Linked DNA regions of Mus musculus: regions 1, 2, 4, 5, 6 and 7 are each linked to region 3. A link is a contact called in public HiCAR-type and promoter capture Hi-C data. All regions are on one chromosome and are shown on one strand. Each heading gives the region's core, a stretch centred on a gene start, on an enhancer-like site or on the middle of the called end of the contact. The rest is flanking DNA. Distances are from core to core; before and after follow the strand shown.

Region 1 (2,707 bases), core at 131-2,630, 2.7 Mb before region 3:
GAGATATTATGCAGCACCCTACCTCGACCTTGTGCCCCTTTAAAAGCAGCTCGGTCTCTGATCATCTCGGGAAGACCAGAAGATCGGACAGGAAGCATCCAGTGCTATTTGGGAACTTGGCCTGACCCTTGGGGTCCAGATGACTGAAGCCAAAGGACAAAGGGAATCCAACACCCTAATTCATGGACCTTGATGTGATGGGTGGTGTTTGGTTTCAGGGTTCTTTGCGCCTCTTTTGGGGATGGTCCTGGACTGCTGCCCTCGATGAAAGGTTAGGGGCCAACAAAAGTGATCTAAAGCCGGGCGTGGTGGCGCATGCCTTTAGTCCCAGCACTCGGGAGGCAGAGGCAGGAGGATTTCTGGCCAGCCTGGTCTACAAAGTGAGTTCCAGGACAGCCAAGGCTATACAGAGAAACCCTGTCTCAAAAAACAAAACAAAACAAAAACAAAAACAAAACAAAAGTGATCTAAAGACTCAGTATAGACTTAAAATAAAAGGCCTATTTTGGTAGAGGCTTTAGCAAGTTCTTTGCGCGAGGAAGAACCTGTCGATAAGGGTGTGGGCAGGGGGGCTGCAGGTGGGATGCTGGGTGTCCACACTGTGAGCTTTCTTATGAGAGGATGTGGAAGTTGGTCTTGGGTAGTTTTATGAGGAAGAAGCGCCTTCCTTGTCCCTGCCAGAGTAGAAGAGAACCGACCTTGCTTCCCTGGTCTCCTGCCTTTGCCCGTTCCTTGCCTGTACTGGGCAGGGCTAAGGGTGTGCTTTGTGGGCGATAAAAGGGAGTGAATTGGGTGGAACCCAAGCTCGAAGCAGCCTGGCCGGAAGGGCTGGGCCTCGCTAAGGGTTCCAGGTGCACCACACATCTTAGACGCTTGGGTTCCCCGCCAATGGAAATATGCCTCCAAAGTGGGTAAGCGCCTGCGCTGCTCAGGACTCTTCTGGGGGGTGTGGGGGGTGGTGGTGGGGCGCTTAGCCAGCAGCACCTTGGACAGAGTCTGACTGTGGGTTTAGAGCTGGGTAGCCGGGTTATGTGCTTGAGGTAGGTGCCCAAAGGTGCGGCAACCTGAAGGTCATTAAGAAAGCTGGGGTGTGATAATGTTGGTAGACCCAAGGTGCTAGGCCACTCCAGTGGAGGAGCCCGACACAGAAACTCGCGTCGCAAGCCAACAGCCACTCCACGCAAAGAAGGCTGGAACCGCATATGTTAAAAAGAGAAGGCATGGGCGGTCTCGGGGCGGAGCATCTCCGTCCGCAGAGCCCATTGGTCCCTGCAACAAGAACGTCAGGAATCCAGCGCGCGAAACACAGGCAGGGTGGCGGGGGCGAGGAGCCGGGGTGGAGCCTGCTGTCCCCTCCGGCGTCCGGCCGCGCCCGTCCTCCGGGCTGCGGCGAGACGCCTGGCTGCCGTTGCGGCCAACCGGAGCTCTCCCTCCGCCGCTCTGCTACGGTGGAGCTGAATGCACTGAGCTCCGACCTGGGGTTGCCAGCTTTCTCTCCCTTGCGGGGGCGTCGAACTCGCGCGTGCGCAGCGCGTGAGGGAAGGGGGCCGGGACCTCCTTGCTGACCCGGGCAGGGCCACCGGATAGCCGGAGGTGAATCGGGATGAGCTTCCCAGCGCTGCAGCTCCACTGAGAAGGAAGCCCAGGCGCAGAGGGTCGCCGGTCGGCCGCAGTGCGTGAGGCCATGGCATTCCTGACCGGGCCTCGTCTCCTGGACTGGGCTAGCTCGCCGCCGCACCTGCAGTTCAATAAGTTCGTATTAACCGGCTACCGGCCGGCCAGCAGCGGCTCGGGCTGTCTGCGCAGCCTTTTCTACCTACACAACGAGCTGGGCAACATCTACACACACGGTAGGTGAGCCGCGCCCCGATTCACGCTTCTTGCACTCGCGGCCGCCTTGCCTGTGAGCACAGCAGCCCCCCAAGCTCAAGTCCTGGACTGTCCCTGCTCTGGTTGGGTCAGGCGCCGCGGTGACAAAGCTGCCATTGTCCCAAGCTTCGTTGCCAGCTCCTGCTTTCCCAGTAGTGCCCCAAAGCAGGACAGGGGAGCAGAGTGAGAGCCAGCTTAATCCGGCTGAGCTCTAGGGGTAAGAATCCTGGTATCCCCTTGATAATCCTGCGCCTTGGGCACCCTCCCCCTCCAGCGCTCATCCTGGAGATGGGCGTTCACTGGCTAGGAGGAATTGGAGAGAAGACTGCCCCTGCCTGACCCAAGCCCTTCCTCGCGATAGCCTTGAGTCCCCACGACCATAGCAGTACCGTGGGGCTCCGCTTTCCCCCACCCCGCCCCCCAACACACTTCTTGCGGGCCCCTAGAGCTCTGCTGACACAGCCCTGGCCTGTCCTTGAGCCGCCCCAGCTGGGAGAGGGAACTAGAGCCAGCTAGGTTTAGACTTGGGCTTTTCTCTAGAGGAAGAGCGCTATTGTCTAGTCAGACCCCCACCAAGAGTGGGGCTGATGCCTGCATTTGTCCTCTATTAAGGCAATGCCAACTGGTTGTGGGGAAGGGAGGAATGTCCAAGAAAGGCCAGCACTGGAAAGAACAGAGCTGAAAGCGCCCCAGTGGAGACAGGATAGGCTTCTTCCAGTCCTTTCCCCTCATTCTGGCCTTTCCTGGCTTTCTTTATGGAAAACAAAAAGACCCAAAGCCTCCATCTGCCTGGACATTTGACAATGTTAAGTAACCCTGAGGCTGGTATGTCCCTCCT
Region 2 (2,890 bases), core at 346-2,845, 2.2 Mb before region 3:
CTCCCTCCCTCCCTCCTTCCTTCCCCCTGTTGAGAATTAGCAAAACGGCAAAGTCACCATCATGTGGAGAAAGCCGTAGTGTGCAATATGATATGAATTCAGTTCTAGTTTGTTAGTTGGGCTAACTGACCATCAACTTCCTGAGACATCTATTTCCTTTCAAAATCCCGAGTTCTTCAAATGTCTTCCCCCAAGTTAAAATTTTAGATGTTTGGCTGGTAATAGTGAAGGTCTGTGAGAGAAGGATGCAGATGGCTTTTCAGTGTCACTCCAATTTGCATAGTTATGAAAATAATTACCCAGCTTCCCAGTAAAGCTCTCCAGATTGAGTTGTTAATGTCTAAAATTTAAATTATTTCATATAAGTGTTGGATGCACAGTTTAAATTTCACTTCTGCCTTTAAACAGTGCTACTTGTGTATTTTCTTTTAATTCATCATTTCCTTTGACTGAGACATCCCGCTCCCGTACTTTGTCTTCAAGCCTGATATTCTGTCTCCTACCTGTTCTGAGTTATTATTAGACATTGCAGTTTTGATTTCTTGCTTCACTTCAGTTTGGACTTTTTCGATGTTTCTAGCTACTTATTGAATTCAATCTTCATATCTTAAGTCGTCCTCATTTCCATCAGCATTTGCTATCTGCCCCCTCCCCCCAACAAATCATTTTGTTCCTGTCTTTTTTTAGTTCATTTACATGCTCAACCTGCTTTGTTCTCCTTGAATTTGACTCTTGGTTTTTGAGCTATGTATCTTTAAGATACCACTTACAGTGTTTTCCTTAAAGGACACAGCTATAGTTTTTTTTTGTTTTGTTTTGTTTTGTTTTGGGTTTTTTGTTTGTTTGTTTGTTTGTTTGTTTGTCTGTTTTAGGTCAAGGGCATTTTAACCTTAGGTTTACTATAATGTTGGGAGCGGAACAAAAGTCAGAATTTAGGGTGTCGGCTGATTCCTTTTTGCTGTAGTCCAGAAGGCTAGTATCTCAAGATGAAAAGTTAGGCAGAATAACTTCTATCTGAAGACTTCAGAAGCCACGGTCTGGGTCAGACCTGGGTGCAGCGGACTAGATCCAGTTCTGGTCTAGCTGTCAGCAAGCCTGGTAGGTGGGTGGGTGGGACTGTGCTGAGCGTGTGCAGCGCAGCCTGACAGCTAGAGCTGTGTGACAGGCTGTCCAATACTGACTAGGAGGGACCTGCCTCCGCGGAGCGGGGATACTCGCCTGATCAGAAGGCGAGGAAGTTTTTAAAAACGAAAACAATCGGATAGACTTGGAAAAAAAGAAAGAAAGAAAGAAAGAAAGAAAGAAAGAAAGAAAGAAAGAAAGAAAGAAAGAAAGAAAGAAAGAAAGAAAGAAAGAAAGAAAGAAAGAAAGAAAGAAAGAAAGAAAGAAAGAAAGAAAGAAAGAAAGAAAGAAAGAAAGAAAGAAAGAAAGAGAAGAGCTTGGGAGGGGTGGGCTTACAAAAAAAAAAAAAAAAAAAAAAAAAACCCTCACGTAACCGGAACCAGCGTGTGGTGGGCGGAGCTAGGGCGGTGCTCCAAGGAGCCTGCACAGAGTGACAGAAAAATTCACCATTCACTGAGGGACCGGGGAAGCTGCGAGGTCCGGAATCCGGGGTGGAGGACACGGGCTTCTCTAGGAGGGCGTGAAAATTCCAGGCATCCACAGGTGCCGCGAGAGGAGTCCTGAGAAAGTCATTAGTCAACAGCGCTGTAGCTTGAGCCTCAGCCCGGCAGCCATAGAACGCCCAGGTCAGAGGAGCCGCGGGGCTGGGAAACGGGCGGGAGCAAGGGTGGAGGCTGCTCAAAGGAAGCCGCTCTCACAATTCTGTAGTAGATAATCTTTTAACCATGGATAGCCTACCATTGTCGGGAAGATTGAAATCATATGAACAGGGGTTTATCGTCATTTTTGCATTTATCTTATGCTGGCCAGAATATTTTCATAAAATAATCTGCTAGAGCATTTGCATCATCTGTTGTCTGCAAGCAGGCTTCTCATTGCTTTGTAATAGTTACAAAGCTGCTGGAATTTAAATTCATGCATGCTTTTTTCTAACTTCTGTGTTCTACTACTTGCCTATTTCAGAGATTGTCCTTTGCCCCTGGGACTAAGCACAGCAGAAAGCTTTGTAGATACTAGTCGCATGAAGAACCAGTGCAGATTTGATAGAATCAGAATATACACTGTGACAGAGCAAAACAGTGTAGCGGTTCCTCCATCTTGTTGTATTCCTGCTGAGACCGTTTCCAGGGTTAACTAAAAAATTATTTTCTTGATGGAGAATCCCATGAAAAAAACGACCCAACTCTATTCTAGGTCAGGATGTCCTAGCTAACCTACCATACTTAGCCATTGATTAAAGTTTTTGAGTAACCTCTTCCAGTCAACCTTAGATCCTAGCTGCTGGTGTGCTGGAACCTCCCATCAGGATGGCTAACCTCCTATTTTAGCTACTGTTAAAAACTGCTTGCTTCAAACTACTTACTCTGCAGAATGGCCCCAGCAGCTGCTATGCAAGATGCCTGGATGAGGTCCCTGCCCTTAAAACCCCTATGTTTTGGACATTCACAGAAACACTTAGGTCCCTGAACACTTGGGTGTGGTCTCAACCGGCTGGAATAAAGACTTTGAGTGGGCTATAAACTGTTTGAGTGGTCATCTCTGGCCAGCTACCCATAGCAGTACTTTATTAAATGCCAAAGTTACTGCTGTAAACATTAATGTTTACTAAGCAAATTTTACTCCCTGTTAATTTTCTGTCTTGAGATGTAAGCACTCTATAAATACAGTATTTGGAGTGTAAATACACAATTCAGAAATGTGTAATCATGATTTTATAGTCAGCAAACTCAGTTTAGATTAAAACTAAAATTAGAAAGCATCGTTTCAA
Region 3 (2,859 bases), core at 150-2,649:
AAAAATCTCACATTAGTTCTGGCTGTATAAGGACTATAAAGGATCAGTAAACACCAACAGTATTTATTCATTGAGAAAGTGTCTTAGTTATTTGTCTTAGTATTCCACGCCACCTTTAAAGTCTCCATTTTCCTACCCCAGCTTTCTTCCCACATGCTGGCATTACTGATCTGTGCCACCATGCCTAACACAATACCAGTTAATGCCCATCAGATCAAGTTTTGCAACTCTCTTCCATACCACTAAAATTCAAACAAAAATTAAGGGTTTTTTTATTTCAACAACAAAGACAAGCTCAGTAATAATAACCTTACTATTCCATCAACTTCTGCTTTATCCAGCCTGCCCCTCCCTCATTCTGCACTATCTTATTCACACTTTCTGAAGGGACTTTGCCAGCTCCAGCATGGTGACCATGACTCTGGTAGGCCTTGCCCCTTTCCTCTCTCTGCCTTGCTAAAAACTCTCAGATTACATTCCTAAAGCTACACCCAAAGTCTATTCCTTTATTTGGCCAATTCCTCCTCCTGACACTTACTATGAAGGCCCAGCTATCAAAGCATTGAAGTCTGGCAACCGAAAGGCACCTCTGGCTCACCTAATTAATGTGCCAGCTAAACACCTCGTCCTAATAAGGGGATTCTCATTTTACCTCTATAAGCCGCCATTTGCCTATGGGTCACATCTGTCTCCTCTCTATCTAGAAACAGTCATTTGTCCCACTTCTGGACAAATACTCCTAACCCCTCTCTCTTGCCCCTTTCTGCCCTCTTCTTTGTTCCCTTCCCCTTCTTCCTCTATCTCCTGTCTCTGACCTTTATCCGGGCCTTCTGTACCTCTAAGACAAATAAATCTTTGTGCTGAGAACTTGGTCTGAGAACTTGGTCTTGGAAGTTCTCCCCAGATACTTTCCCTTTCGCTTCCATCGCCTGCTTTTCTTTCTGTCACACATTATGGCAGTTTAGCTGTTCTCTCACCCTCCTCTCCACTCTTGCCAGCATCTCCAGACCCTGCTTTCTTTTTCCTTTCCACCAGGCGCCGCGGCAAGCTGCTCCTCTGCTATTCTGTCACCCGCGGCACTCTCTAGTACCGCATCACCTGGCACTGCCCGCACAAACGATAGTCATGTCTCCTCCCCGACCGCTGAAGCTTTTGAATCCGTGCCCCCGCTCCTTCCTGGCTCCATCCCCTCCCCTGGCTCCGCTGCCATCTCTCTCTCCCACGTTCCTACTTCCTCAGTCTCGCAGCTCTCCGCGTCACCGAGTGGAGCTTTGCACACAAGATGGGGACTCCAGGGCAGAGGTCCGGGTTCTGAGTGCCAGCAACCGGCCTAAAGAATCTGGGAAAACTCACCCAGCTACAAAATTTATGCAGAGCAAAACCGCTTCCGGGTCGCTGCGCAGGAGTGCATTCAGCATTCGCGGTCAGATCCGGGGTAAAATAAGGCGGGACCAGAGAACAAGTGATTGACGCTAACAAGGGGCGGTACCTAGAAAGGAAGCTGCTCTGAGAAGGAAATTTTAGGGCATGCTGGCCACTGCGTGCTAGTGGGACTTGGAACAGGAAACTGTTGCTTGGAGGGGACAGTATTTAAAGAAATGTTTATGGGCTAGAGAGGACCTGAATGCTGAGAATGGCGTGGTGAGGGCTTAGAACTGTTTCGGAAAACAGCGGGGTGGGGGTGGAGGGTCAAACCAAATAATGGACTAGAAGGGAGTGTGGGGATGCATTGGAGAGTAGGATAGTGCTCAAGTACAAGTGGGCATGGGTCTGGCTCTACAAGGGGATTCAGAGTAGGTTGTGTTCTTGGTGCACAGTTCTCAGTCCCTCCTTATTCTCCCACAGGTTCCTAGCTCTAAGGAGCAGGGCTCCTGAGCATTGTCAATCAGTAACCATGCATAGGTAGGAGAGTCGGGGACGATGGTGAATATAAGCAAGCATTGATTTTATTTTTAATTCGAAGAGTTTTATATATAAAAACAATTACCTATTTTAAAAGTTATATTTTCTGTTACAAAAGAGAATTGCATTCACAAAGGTCATGAACGATTGGCATTGAAGATCGATTCTTTTTTTAAGTGCCAACTTTTCTCTTTGTAATAAAAATAACAATTTAAAAATATTTTAAGTGCTTTTTGGCTTGAAAGTTTGAAACAGCATATAAGCTATTTTGGCATTCTCATTGAAAGTTCTTACTGTATCTACTTTAAATAGAAACAAACTCTTGCATACAAGTACATGTGTTCTAAAGGATGTTTGTGACAGCAGTCTGCAGATGTAACTGTCAAAGGTCAGCGGGAATAATTTGAGGAATGGCTAATGAAAAATATTTCTTCTCATTTCCACCATGTAGCATATCTACAGTTCATCAAACATTTCCAAAGGAAGTACACATAGAATTCAACAAACTATCACCAGTATAGAATAATGAGATGCACTGAGTTTCCCTGGTACTTCACCATTGCAAAGTACTTTCAGATACATACTTTTAAATATATAATGAATAGTAATCATTTCACCCTACACTACTGTCTCATGATCCCTACTACTTCCTGCTGAACATTTTAATATATGCATTATGTTAGTAGAAAGTCATTTGCTATTCATCCTATTGAAAGCAGTTGCTCAGAGTCTGGACATCCTCTCTGCAAATGTCCTTCAAAATGCCATGTCCTTGGGCAGGTTGCCCCCCTAAATCTGAAGCAGAGGTAAGAAAAAGAGAAGAGGAAACAAAGATATTTAAAATATGGTATTGCTCTTGAGAACCACTAGAAGGTGAACCATTTCCATAAGGATTCTTTTATCTCATGAATATGTGCCTAGGGTCCTGTACTGGCTGGTTTTGTGTGTCAACTTGAC
Region 4 (2,700 bases), core at 122-2,621, 2.6 Mb before region 3:
AGAGCCTCCTTTAGTCATAAGTAACCAGATATCGGCGTGGGATAGGAGGATATGCAACTTGAATATGTATGCATACTTATTACCCCCCACACATGTACTTTAGGCTTACACAAAAGACAACCAGAGTTTGTCTTCCATCACCTACATGGTGATGTCACAACCCTCTGTAACTCGAGGGGATCTAATGCCCTCTTCTGACCTCCAGAGGCACCAGGGATGAATGCTGTACATATGCACACATGCAGGTGAAATACTTATATCATAAAAAGTTTTTAAAAGAAAAAAAACACAGGACACTGTGATATACTACAGCTTCCACGGCAGTGAGATGTTTTCTTTCTTTGTTGATTGTGTGTTTTATTTCAGGGGTGGGGAGGTTGCAAAGGCAAGGAAGGATATGAGGCCAGAGAGATAAGTAGATCTGGGGTGCATGACGTGAAATACAGCCTTCACTACTCCACTGTATCACCTGGTCTGATACAGCAACATCAGGAAAGACAGTACAGTACAAGAATCTCGCAGCCTGATGTGCATTCAGGAGGCATCCTGCGAAGCAGGGTTTAGACAACTACAACCTTGCCTTTTAGCAATCAATTACAGAAGGAAATGTACCCTCTGTAGTCTACGTGGACATGGTTTCAGGGTATCTAGAATCCAGAGGCTTGTGGCAGCAAGAACTGAAGCCTGTCTCAAAACAGCCCTGCCTGAAGCTGCAGGGACAATCAGCTTTGATCAATGTGTAGTTCTCGAAAGGTGTCCATTGAGTGTTTCAGATAGCTGGTGCTGGCATGAGGTCAGTCCGGCTGGCTGTTTGACTAACAGTTCTTTTGCTCAAGGCAGCAAGGGAAACAAGGGAGAGTCCGACAGTTGCCACACAGAGTCAAATTGCCCCGTTCTGGTTTTGTCTATTTTATAGGAAAGTATGTTTACAATATAAAGGTAATTTACCATTAACACCAATAGTGACTTTAACAAACTACAGTAATGCTTAACACATGCCCGGGCAGAGGTGGGCCTCCTGTTCAGTGTCCCTAGGCATCAGGACTCCTGTTCCTCAGCTCAGTACAGATGTAGCTGCTGATAGGAGGGCAGGAGGTACTGACCATGATGGAGGCTCCGCTCGAATTAGACTGCACTTTCCAGGAAGCCCCGAGACCTCCCAAGCATCCGACTTAGGTATAGTGCGACCCAGAAAGCGAAAATGAGACTTCTTCCAAATCTCTAGCTCCAGGGTGTCAGATCGGCTTAGTCGTGAGAATCCTCCCTGTTCATTGGCTGCCCATCTCCGACATTCTGGATAGTACAAGCGCCAAATGCTTATCCCCGCGCATGCGCCAGCTGGTTTCCCAGCGCCCCCCGCGCGAGCTTCCTGCCCCGGGCGCTGCTGGGGAAGCGCCGAGCTCCCGCGCGGCTCTGGGCGGTGTGTCCTGGGGGCGGGACCGGCGCGTTGCGCAGACCGGATCCTGCGGATTCGGCGCTCGAGGCGCCTGCGGGAGAGGACAAGTTCCTGGGAGCAGCGCGGGCTGCCGGCGCCTCCGGGTTCTCCGGGTCTGCCACGCGGAGCCCGGCCACCCTCACCAGGCTGCTGGGGACCGTCCCCATTTCCCACGTCCTGCCGAGCGACCCTGGTGAGTCCGGGCCCTCCCTGAGGACACCTCCTCGGTCACTGGAGGATAAGGCAGAAGGCTCGAGAAGAGAAGCGTAAACGAAGTGCTTGTGGTAGTGGAGAAGAAATGGAAACCGCCCGTATGCATCACTTGGGTTGGTTGAGAAACTGAAGTACCCCGTGCCACGGAAGCGTATAGGTTCACTTTCGAAGAAACGTTGCTAGGTGAAAAATGGTTTGCTCATAAGATCTCATTTATGTAAAACACACATCCCGTGCTTGTAGATTCTGGAGATAACTATTTTCAGTAAAAAAATATGTCACCGTCATATATCAGATTGTCAGTGAATCAAAAAGAAACATTGTTATATTAACACTTCCCTCCCGTTCTTTAATTTATGATGTTCATGCTAATTAGACTGTTGAAATAAAAGAGAAAAATTCAAGTCACACGTATGAGAGTATGTGAAGTAATAACAACATAAAATACAAATACTTGCCATACATTCATATATAGTTGTGAATAAATGGTGTTCATGAGGCCTCCTACCCATCTGCCCCTTAATTGGAGTAAGGTGTTTCTGGAATTTGTAAGCTTTTTATTAAAAAAAAAACAAAAAACAAAGATTTTTATATGTCTTAAGTGTTGGCTTTCATGTATGTAAGTGTACCACATGTATGTAGTGTTCAAGAAGGGCCAACAGAGGCTGTCAGATACCTCAGAACTGGAATTACAGATGGTTGTGAGCCTCTATGTGGATGCTGGAAATTGAGTCTGGGGCCTTGACAAGACAAAGACATACTCTTAACCACTGAGCCATCTATCCAGCCCCATAAATTTGTGAGTTTTCAAATTTGAGAAAAATAACAGTATGGCCCATCAGTAGAGGGACTTAAGACTACATTTATAATTAAACACGATAATTATAATTTTTAAAAGACATTGTTACTCTATAGCTCAGACTGATTCTAACTCTGGCCACTCCTGCCTTGGTCCCTACAGTTCTTGGATTAGACATGTACCACTATGCATGCGCTGCTGTGCCCAGTGAAATTTTACAACTGAAGTATGTCTACTTAAAAACATACTTAAA
Region 5 (2,700 bases), core at 84-2,583, 2.8 Mb before region 3:
AAGACCATGCATGGTGGTACACACTTTTTTTGTTTGTTTGTTTTGTTTTTCGAGACAGGTTTCTCTGTAGACCTGGCTGTCCTGGAACTCACTTTGTAGACCAGGCTGGCCTTGAACTCAGAAATCCACCTGCCTCTGCCTCCCAAGTGCTGGGATTAAAGGTGTGTGCCACCACGCCTGGCATGTGGTGGTACACACTTTTAAGCCCAGAGGTAAGTGGATCTTTATGAATTTAAGGCCAGCCAGGTCTCTACACAGCCCCAGAACTTATTATGTAGACCAGGCTGGCCATGAACTCATAAAGATCCACCAGGTTACTTTTGGTCATGATTTATCACAGCAACAGAGCAAACTATGACAATATGTCTTCTCAGTTCAGTTAGTCCAACTAAGAACATCCTCACAGGCCTGCATGCAGGCCAAGCTGATAGAGAGAATGTCCCTCACTGAGACTGCCTTCCCACGAGACTTCCCAGATTCTGCCAAGCTAAGGGCTGAAATTAGCTATCACAGTTATACAATGATTGATAGAGGCCAAAACCAGGACCCTGGTGCAGTTAAGCAAGCATCTTACCACTGAGCCTTCTCAATAGGTCCTTCTGGTGCTCGTGGCCAGGTTGTTGCTCAGTGCTGGGCTAACTTCCTGTGAGACAAAGGTCCTTACTGAGAGAACTAAGTGTTGTCCATTAGTCTGGGCTGGTGAGGTAATCTAGAAGCATGTGTCTGATTTTGATAGGTGTCCTTTACTGTATAAACTTTGACCATGAACATATTACATTCTCTGAGTTCCATAAGAACTTCTAATCAGTCGTGGAGGCAGAGGGTTTTGGTATGGATACCCAACTGGCTGTGAATTCAAAGCTAATAACTGATGAGCCAGTATGGTTATATAGGCCCTGACATGTTCCTGTACAAAGGGTAAGAGTGTCTGGTGATCCCCATACAGTGTGTAGGGCTCATTGCAATGGTAGCAGGTAGATTATAGGGCTCTAAGCTCTGTCTGTCCTCAAATAGGGCCAGCCTTTGTTCAGTGCATCCAGCAAAAGGCTATCACACATAACACAAGGCAGCATACCCTAAGGCCTGCTCATGAGCTTTTCCTAGGAGTGCGGGCTGAGGGCCAGGGCCTTGGTCCTACAGAAAGCTGTCAGTACACAAGAGAGAAGACATCCAAATCCTGGGCTCTGACAAGAAAAAGATGACTGTGGTTCATCAATTGACCGCTCTGGAGTCAAGCCGGGAAACGGTGGCCGAGCAAAGCTCCTACTCCCTGACCTGTCCCCTAGAGGGCGCCACTAAGCCTGTAGCGGCAGGACGTTAAAGCTGGGCACCCGACTTCAGAGAGGCCGCCATGGGTATACAGGGCCCAGTGCTGCTGCTGCTGCTGCTGTGCGTGATGCTGGGGAAGCCTGGTGAGCTAAGGAGATTCATTCACCAGACTGGGGGTCATGGGGGAGTATGGGAAACTCGGAGGTCCGCGCGAGGCTCACCTTATCTCCACCCAGGGTCACGTGAAGAAAGCCAGGCGGCAGGTGAGGAACCGTGGTCCCTGTGAGAAACACCTACCGAGGCCAGGCATAAAGAAGTCGCCTCATCTTTTCCACTCCTCCCCCACAGATCTCAAGAGCACAGACATCAAGCTTCTCTCAAGTGACTGATGGGCTCTGTGGAGGGCTGGGTGTCTGTGAACCACGTGTGAAGGGTTTCTGCGCCATCTCCTGATCTCCTGCCTCTTCAACAAAACCCCAGGATACTGGAGGAAGGGGGGGGGGTGTACGGTTGCGTGGTTCTCCCCAGTTCCTCCCATACACGTGTACCCTAGGGATGCTATGGGCCTTCCTAGGCTGCTCAGCCATGTGTCTTATTTGTCTGTCCCAGTGCCCTGTGGCCGCCGGAATGACACTCGGTCCCGGATAGTGGGCGGGATAGAATCCATGCAAGGGCGCTGGCCGTGGCAGGCCAGCCTGCGCTTGAAGAAGTCCCACCGCTGCGGAGGGAGCCTTCTCAGCCGCCGCTGGGTGCTCACTGCTGCACACTGCTTTAGAAAGTGAGTGTGGGATGGTAGGAGCGGGGTGGGACAGCCTCCTGATATCCTGAGCTCCAAGCGCTGCTTACAATCCAAAAACCTTACCATTGGCCCTGCAGGGGGCGCCACTCTAATTCTTCCAGGATGTTTTATTCAAACATTCCCATGCTGTTTCGGGTCTATTCATCTATGCTCACTGCCCCCTACCATATCGAATTAGGAAGGCGCAGGTCTCATTCCACCTTCCCTTGGAGGTTCCCAAGGTTGGTTGGTTGGTTGGTTGGTTGGTTGGTTGGTTGGTTGGTTGGTTGATTGGTTGGTTGGTTTTGAGGTGCCTTGAACTTTTTACTTAACAGAAGATGACTTTGAACTTCTGATCCTCTGGCCTCTACCTCTTGGCATGCTAGGATTACAAACGTGCACCTCCATGCCTGAGTCTATACAATTCGGGGGGGGAGGGGGGTCAAACCCAGGGATTCACTCATGATAAGCAAACTGTCTATTGAGTTACATCCCCAACCCCATACCAGATATGAATTCTATTCAGAGAGGCCCTTAAGAAGTGACCAGACCAACCAGGCAGTGGTGGCGCACGCCTTTAATCCCAGCTCTTGGGAGGCAGAGGCAGGCGAATTTCTGAGTTTGAGGTCAGCCTGGTCTACAGAGTGAGTTCC
Region 6 (2,700 bases), core at 158-2,657, 2.7 Mb before region 3:
GCTCCACGATATCCCCAGCTGGGGACGCAGGGTAGTAGGGACTGGGGGTATCCCCCAGCCTCAGCAGCCTGAGGGCTTCAGGAATCAGGCTCCCGGGATAGCGCCAGAGAAGCAGCTCTGGGCAAGGGCTCCTAAAAGAAGAAAAAAAGATTGAAAGAACAGGGCAGAAGGCTGGCTTGGCAGTGCCACCTCCTACCAGGTCCAGGTCGCCTGGAGCCAAAGATGGAAAACAGCACAAGTTGGCTAGAAGCTAAAAATAGCACGATGAGGCAGAGAGTGAGGAGGGGCTCTGAGGACCGAATGTGATCCTCTAGAAGGCCCTCAAGGGGAGGTGCCTACCTGAGTGGTGGCAGGGCTTCGGGAAAAGTCACAGGGGGGCTGCAGTAGGGGTGGTCATTATGTAGGCTGAGTCGGGAGAAATGGGTGGCCATGTTCTCCTCAGACAGGAACTGCTTGTGCAAAGGTTCCCTGGGGGAAAGACTGGAGAAGAATAGAGGCAGGGATGTTGAGAGTGGAGGCAAACTGATGAGGACCAAAGGTGAATCTTGGAAGCCCCATCCGCCCCTACACTTAGAAGTTCCTTCTCCAGGGCTCTCCATGGTCACTGGCACAGCTCCTCTGAGAAGGGAGCTGGGAAGTAGCGCCAGGTGTAGTCCACTCTCTTTGCCCCTTCCCAAAGATCTGTCCACCTGAGTCTACAGGGTAAACCAGGTTCCCAGAATCAGCCTTGTCTTGTGTGGCCTAAGCCACCTTCCTCTCCCAGGCTATACACAGGTTACCTTGGAAATCTTGACCTTGGCTTCCCTGCTTCAACACAAGCTCAAGCACCACGGTTTCCTGAATCGCCTCCCCACTTTCCAGGATCCCCCTACTGACCAGCCCTGGATCCCCCAGCCAAAACTCCTGCCCTCCGCTCGTCCAGCCCACTCAGGGACCAATTACACACCTGGCGTTTAGGCCGCGAGTTACCCCAGTGGTGGCCCGTGGGTCCCGACTTGGGGGACCTCGCTCCAGGGGCTGTTGCAGGATCATTACGGCTCAGGGTCCTGCAGATAGAGGGGTGGGATTCAAGCAGCAGAGGCGGAGCCTTTGAGGGCGTGGTACAGCGCGAGGGGCGGGCCTACCGGCGTGCGCACTGGAGACGTTTTACGCAGGCGCGGAAGACAGGAATCAGGTTAGAGGTTAGAAGGCGGGACAGGTCGGCGCGGTGGGGGAGGGGATCCGGCGTGGCTGGATAGTTCTGGGCGCTTTTTAGCATAAGGGTGCTTCGTGTAGTTCTCCTAGGTTTCTGTGGTTCGAGACAGCACGGACCTGCCGCCTTAGTTGCTGGGCGACAGGCAGTGCTAGGTCTTGGGGCGTAACGAGAAGAGCCACCATCAGGCACGTCCGGAATCGAGAGGTTGTGTCGTGCGTCGAGAGATTGTGTCACACGTAGAGCCCTCTGGGACTTGTAGTTCTCAAGATGGAGCATGCCGCACCGCTCGCGGTGCCTCTGGGTCAGGTGAGTCGAGTGTATGCACAGTGCCTTCTGGGGTTTGTAGTCTTGCTCTGACATCTACCCCTGGAGTGTTCCAGGATACCCAGTGTTCATAGGTGATTTGTGGGACTTGTACCCTGAGCCCACGAAAAGTGATCCGGAACCTTGAGATCTAATAGTGACTGAAGGATTAGATGTTGGTACATTTTCCTGTGCGGGATAATAGAGCCACTTAAAAAAATTTGCGCCGTTGGAGGTGGTGGCACATTTACGATCCTAGCACTGGGAAGGCAGAGGGAGACATATCTCTTGTGAGTTAGAAACCAGCCTGCTACTTAGTGAATTCCATGTCATCCAATGCTATATAGTTAGACCCTGACTCAAAAAAAAAAAAAAAAAGTTCATCGTAATTGTAAATGAGGTGCCCCTCCCCCTTTAAACCCAGGGTCTTGGTCTTCATAAGAATGTGCTCTATTATTTAGTTACAGCTCAGCCCACTGCTTACTGGTGTGAGACAGTCTCGTAAGTCTTGAACTTTGTTATATACTGGAGAATGTCCTTGAACTTCTGTTCTTCCTGCCTTCACCTCCACTGAGTGCTCCAGGCTATTGGGTGTGCTGCAAAGCCCAATATCTACAATGCTGGTGCTCAAACGCTGAGCTTTGAGTAAGAATAGGTTTTTGGGTATGGAGAGAGAGTGGAGGATCTGAGCTGGGTGCCAGCACTCAAGTTCCAAAGCTTGTAATTGCCTGTTAATTCCAGCTACAGGGGAGCCAATCCTCTGGCCCCTGTGGACGTACTTGTATATACTTCCCTCACACACTTATACAAAATACAAATAATTAAAATCAGTAAAGTAAATCTTAAAAAGGAAGAAAAGAGCATGGTCTACCATGAGCAGTTACCCTCAGCCCCAAGAACCACTGTGCTTGCTCGTACACACACACACACACACACACACACACACACACACACACATTTTGAGACAGGGTTTCTCTGTGTGGCCTTGGCTGTCCTGGAACTTGCTCTGTAGACCAGTTTGGCCTCAAATTTACAGAGATCTGCCTGCTTCTGCCTCCCAAGTGCTGGGATTAAAGGCATGTGTCACCATTGCCCATATATGTACATCAAACTGGCCAGGAACTCAGAGATTTACCTAACTGCCTCCTCTCAATTGTCGGAACAGATTAAAGGCATGCCACCACACTTGGCTTACTTATTTC
Region 7 (2,700 bases), core at 177-2,676, 2.6 Mb before region 3:
AGTTTCAGGCTCGCCTGGACTTAAGTGAAGTACAAAGCTGGCTTGGGCAACTTAGTGAGATTCTTTCTCAAAAATAAAAACACAAAGAGGGGTTGGAGTAGTATCTTCAGGGCCTGTGCCCAGCCAGCACATCGAGCCCTAATTTCTGGCTCACACACACAGGAAACAGCATTGCATTTCGCTGTCTGAAGAAGCATATGAAATATGATATGGAGGCGCTCCAGGCTCAGAGCGTGGCTGCTTTTCCGGAGCTCATGAGACTTCAAGTCCCAGAACTCACATGGCAACTCCCAACTGTTGGTGGGACCCAGTTCCCTCTTATAGTGCGCAGATGCACATTCATACAAACCCTCTGTATATAAAATAAATAAACCTTAAAAAAATAAAAACAATTAGAGAGTGAAGTCACTCTGGCCACTCTGCAGCAGATGCTCGTGAGTTCCAAGCGTTTAGCAGCCCAGTCAGTTGCCTGCTGCTCACTTCATCCCGCCCGGACTCACTTGCTAGATCAACCTATTAATCCTACAGGTTCAGAGAGTCCAAGGTGATTTACTCACAGCTTCACCCGGTGCTGCAATACTGCTTGCTAAAGTGGAAATGGGGTTCCGAACCCACTATTTGCGTCCTACCCCATGAAATTTTGCCAGTATTAGCTTGGAGTATGACAGCATAGATAAGAAAGAGAGAATTCTAGATTCTGGTCAAAGGCCCGCCTAACCACACAGCAGCTGGAATTTCTAGGTGAGGACTTGCCAGAGGTTTCCAAGAGATGGAATTCAGGCAAGTAGGCCTTAGAAAGCCTGTCCCTCCCCCAGGTCTCCAGGACAAAAGGCCTATTAATATGCACCTCTGTAGGGGGTTGGCTGGGTGTGGGGCGAGAAAGCTCTTTAGTGAAATCTGGCCGGTCTAAATTTGTATGTAGGTACTGCTATAAAATCCACCTACACACTAGGGAGCTAGAGTGGTCCTCTGCAAGAAATAACCCCCTTTCTCTGCTAGCAGTCTAACTTGCTCAACTCTGTTAACTTGTTTTTTTTTTTTTTTTTTTTTTTTTTTTTAAGGCAGAGATCCCCTTCTGGTGCTAGGAACGCATGGCATCGTCACTTCTGGGACCCTCCCTCATGTCTCCAAGGCCACAAATGCATCATGCTGTGTGGCCTTGGAGTCTCCAGCACGAGTTACCCGCTCATTATAACCAAGACTTTTCTAGCTCTCAGCCTACCAGTAGGTCCCCCGAAACACCCTTCACTCTCCACAGTGCTGTAAGCCTACACCCCAGCCCTCCAACTCACCACTCCAGGTACCGACGCCTGAGGCCGAGATGTTTGGGGATCCTTGGGAGAATTCAGGGTAAGAGGCAGCGTAGCCTAGTTTGGGAAAGGAATCCCGGGAAATGGAACAGGAAGTTCCCTGCCTGACCCATCCCTTTCAGGTAAGGGGATAAAGGGGCTTCCAGGAATTAACCCTTCACCTCCCAGTCTGGGTGGGGTAAGGAAGAGGGAGGAGCCAGAAACAAACCAAGGGAAAAGTGATGACTCCAGATTCTAACTTTGCCAAGCTTCTGTAAGAGTTAAGTTACTCTAAGCCAGAGCTTCTCCATCTACGCGGAGACAGACTGATGCCCTTTTGGGGCCAAGAGCTTCTGTTTTACGTGCTTGCTGTGTGTAGGCCTCTTTGCTTGGCTTTTCATTCATACAACAAATATTTATCTACATGTTTATTAAACAGCAGGCTCTAAGGACATGGAGCTAAACTGAGGAATGAGGCCCTGCCCCAGGTGGATTTGGGGTGTGGGGGTTGCATTCCAAGGAACAGATGAGACTGCAGTTGTAAGAAAATAAAATAGGTCAATTAGAGTGGAAAACACCTTTAATTCCAGCACTCAGGAGGCAGAGGCAGGTGGATCTCTTATTAGTTCAAGACCAGCCTGGTCTACATATTGAGTTACAGGTTATAGTTACGTGGTGAGACCTTGTCTCAAAGTAGAAAAGGAGGGGGACAGAAGGCAGGTGTGATGGTTTACACCTGCAGTGCTATCTTTTCCAGGTTCAGCTAAGGCTGGAAGAGTGCCCTGAATTCCAGATGGGCTTGGTGTAACAGAGTGAACTTGTCTCAAAAACTCAAAACCAAAGGGATACATCTCAGTTGGTAGAATGCTTTCCTGCCAAGCAGGAAGCACACATCATAAAATTGGGCATGATCGTGCACACTTGTAATCTCTGCATCTGGGAAATGGAGGCAGGCCTCTTTCAGCTAATATGAAGTCTGAAGTCACTGGGCTACATGAAATCCCGCCTCAAAACAAACAAACAAAAACCTGGGCCACTGACTTCCACAAGTAGTCCTCTGACTTCCACATGTGCCCCCACCCAACCTATAAATAAGTAAATAAATAAATGTAGTGAGAAAAAAATTAAAACATACACCGACAAGAAGATGTGATAAAGATGAGTGTTCCTCAGTCCATATAGCTTTTAAAAGTCTCCCCCACCAGAATCCTGCTAGTGGCTTTGTCCTACTAACAGCGCCCTCCGCCTCGCCCCGCCTCTCAGGAGAAGTTACCTCCACAAACCCTTTGGAGCCCACTTTAAAGTCAAACTCTCCCCTTTGCATTGATGGGCTTTCTTAGTTACATGCTCCCAAATACAGAGGAGGATTCCTTCCGGGAATCAGTGGTGCTATCTGGAGTGTCCACCCCGT

What was found. Promoter capture Hi-C pulls out the DNA fragments that hold promoters and counts their contacts. HiCAR-type assays count read pairs that join an accessible place to other places. Capture Hi-C pulls out chosen DNA fragments and counts their contacts.
Region 1: a promoter capture Hi-C map of hippocampal neurons shows a contact between it and region 3, with 6 times the contacts expected there. The contact joins the promoter of Paqr4 here to the promoter of Zfp160 in region 3.
Region 2: a contact with region 3 is called in a promoter capture Hi-C map of hippocampal neurons, with 21 times the contacts expected there. The contact joins the promoter of Zfp40 here to the promoter of Zfp160 in region 3. A contact is called at or near these places in 2 of 39 promoter capture datasets (hippocampal neurons and pre-B cells), 1 of 115 datasets of contacts at active chromatin or transcription factors (astrocytes) and 1 of 9 other capture datasets (adipose tissue).
Region 4: a HiCAR-type map of astrocytes shows a contact between it and region 3, with 4 times the contacts expected there. The contact joins the promoter of Zfp213 here to the promoter of Zfp160 in region 3. A contact is called at or near these places in 4 of 39 promoter capture datasets (cranial neural crest, hippocampal neurons, liver and 1 more) and 1 of 115 datasets of contacts at active chromatin or transcription factors (astrocytes).
Region 5: a contact with region 3 is called in a promoter capture Hi-C map of pre-B cells, with 6 times the contacts expected there. The contact joins the promoter of Prss41 here to the promoter of Zfp160 in region 3. A contact is called at or near these places in 2 of 39 promoter capture datasets (hippocampal neurons and pre-B cells).
Region 6: a promoter capture Hi-C map of liver shows a contact between it and region 3, with 3 times the contacts expected there. The contact joins the promoter of Hcfc1r1 here to the promoter of Zfp160 in region 3. A contact is called at or near these places in 3 of 39 promoter capture datasets (hippocampal neurons, liver and pre-B cells) and 1 of 9 other capture datasets (liver).
Region 7: a contact with region 3 is called in a promoter capture Hi-C map of liver, with 6 times the contacts expected there. The contact joins the promoter of Zscan10 here to the promoter of Zfp160 in region 3. A contact is called at or near these places in 6 of 39 promoter capture datasets (the 3T3-L1 cell line, cranial neural crest, hippocampal neurons and 2 more).

The regions. Positions count from the first base shown.
Region 1 is chr17:23,739,003-23,741,709 of GRCm38.p6, reverse strand. It overlaps Paqr4 (progestin and adipoQ receptor family member IV), which reads left to right and starts at 1,380. Exons shown (of 3, transcript NM_023824.3): 1 at 1,380-1,850. The coding sequence starts at 1,685. It overlaps Kremen2 (kringle containing transmembrane protein 2), which reads left to right. Exons shown (of 10, transcript NM_028416.2): 10 at 1-511.
Region 2 is chr17:23,191,933-23,194,822 of GRCm38.p6, reverse strand. Zfp40 (zinc finger protein 40) reads left to right here and starts at 1,595. Exons shown (of 6, transcript NM_009555.2): 1 at 1,595-1,748.
Region 3 is chr17:21,007,481-21,010,339 of GRCm38.p6, reverse strand. It overlaps Zfp160 (zinc finger protein 160), which reads right to left and starts at 1,399. Exons shown (of 5, transcript NM_145483.2): 1 at 1,354-1,399.
Region 4 is chr17:23,562,897-23,565,596 of GRCm38.p6, reverse strand. It overlaps Zfp213 (zinc finger protein 213), which reads left to right and starts at 1,371. Exons shown (of 6, transcript NM_001033496.3): 1 at 1,371-1,628. It overlaps 6330415G19Rik (RIKEN cDNA 6330415G19 gene), which reads right to left. Exons shown (of 2, transcript NR_126484.1): 2 at 303-1,827.
Region 5 is chr17:23,842,789-23,845,488 of GRCm38.p6, reverse strand. Prss41 (protease, serine 41) reads left to right here and starts at 1,333. Exons shown (of 7, transcript NM_027644.1): 1 at 1,333-1,412; 2 at 1,506-1,532; 3 at 1,618-1,650; 4 at 1,879-2,047. The coding sequence starts at 1,352.
Region 6 is chr17:23,672,315-23,675,014 of GRCm38.p6, reverse strand. It overlaps Hcfc1r1 (host cell factor C1 regulator 1 (XPO1-dependent)), which reads right to left and starts at 1,407. Exons shown (of 3, transcript NM_181821.2): 1 at 947-1,407; 2 at 340-480; 3 at 1-131. The coding sequence starts at 1,032. It overlaps Thoc6 (THO complex 6), which reads left to right and starts at 1,138. Exons shown (of 13, transcript NM_001008425.2): 1 at 1,138-1,501. The coding sequence starts at 1,463.
Region 7 is chr17:23,599,552-23,602,251 of GRCm38.p6, reverse strand. Zscan10 (zinc finger and SCAN domain containing 10) reads right to left here and starts at 1,426. Exons shown (of 7, transcript NM_001289481.1): 1 at 1,293-1,426. It also overlaps a transcript of Zfp13 not described here.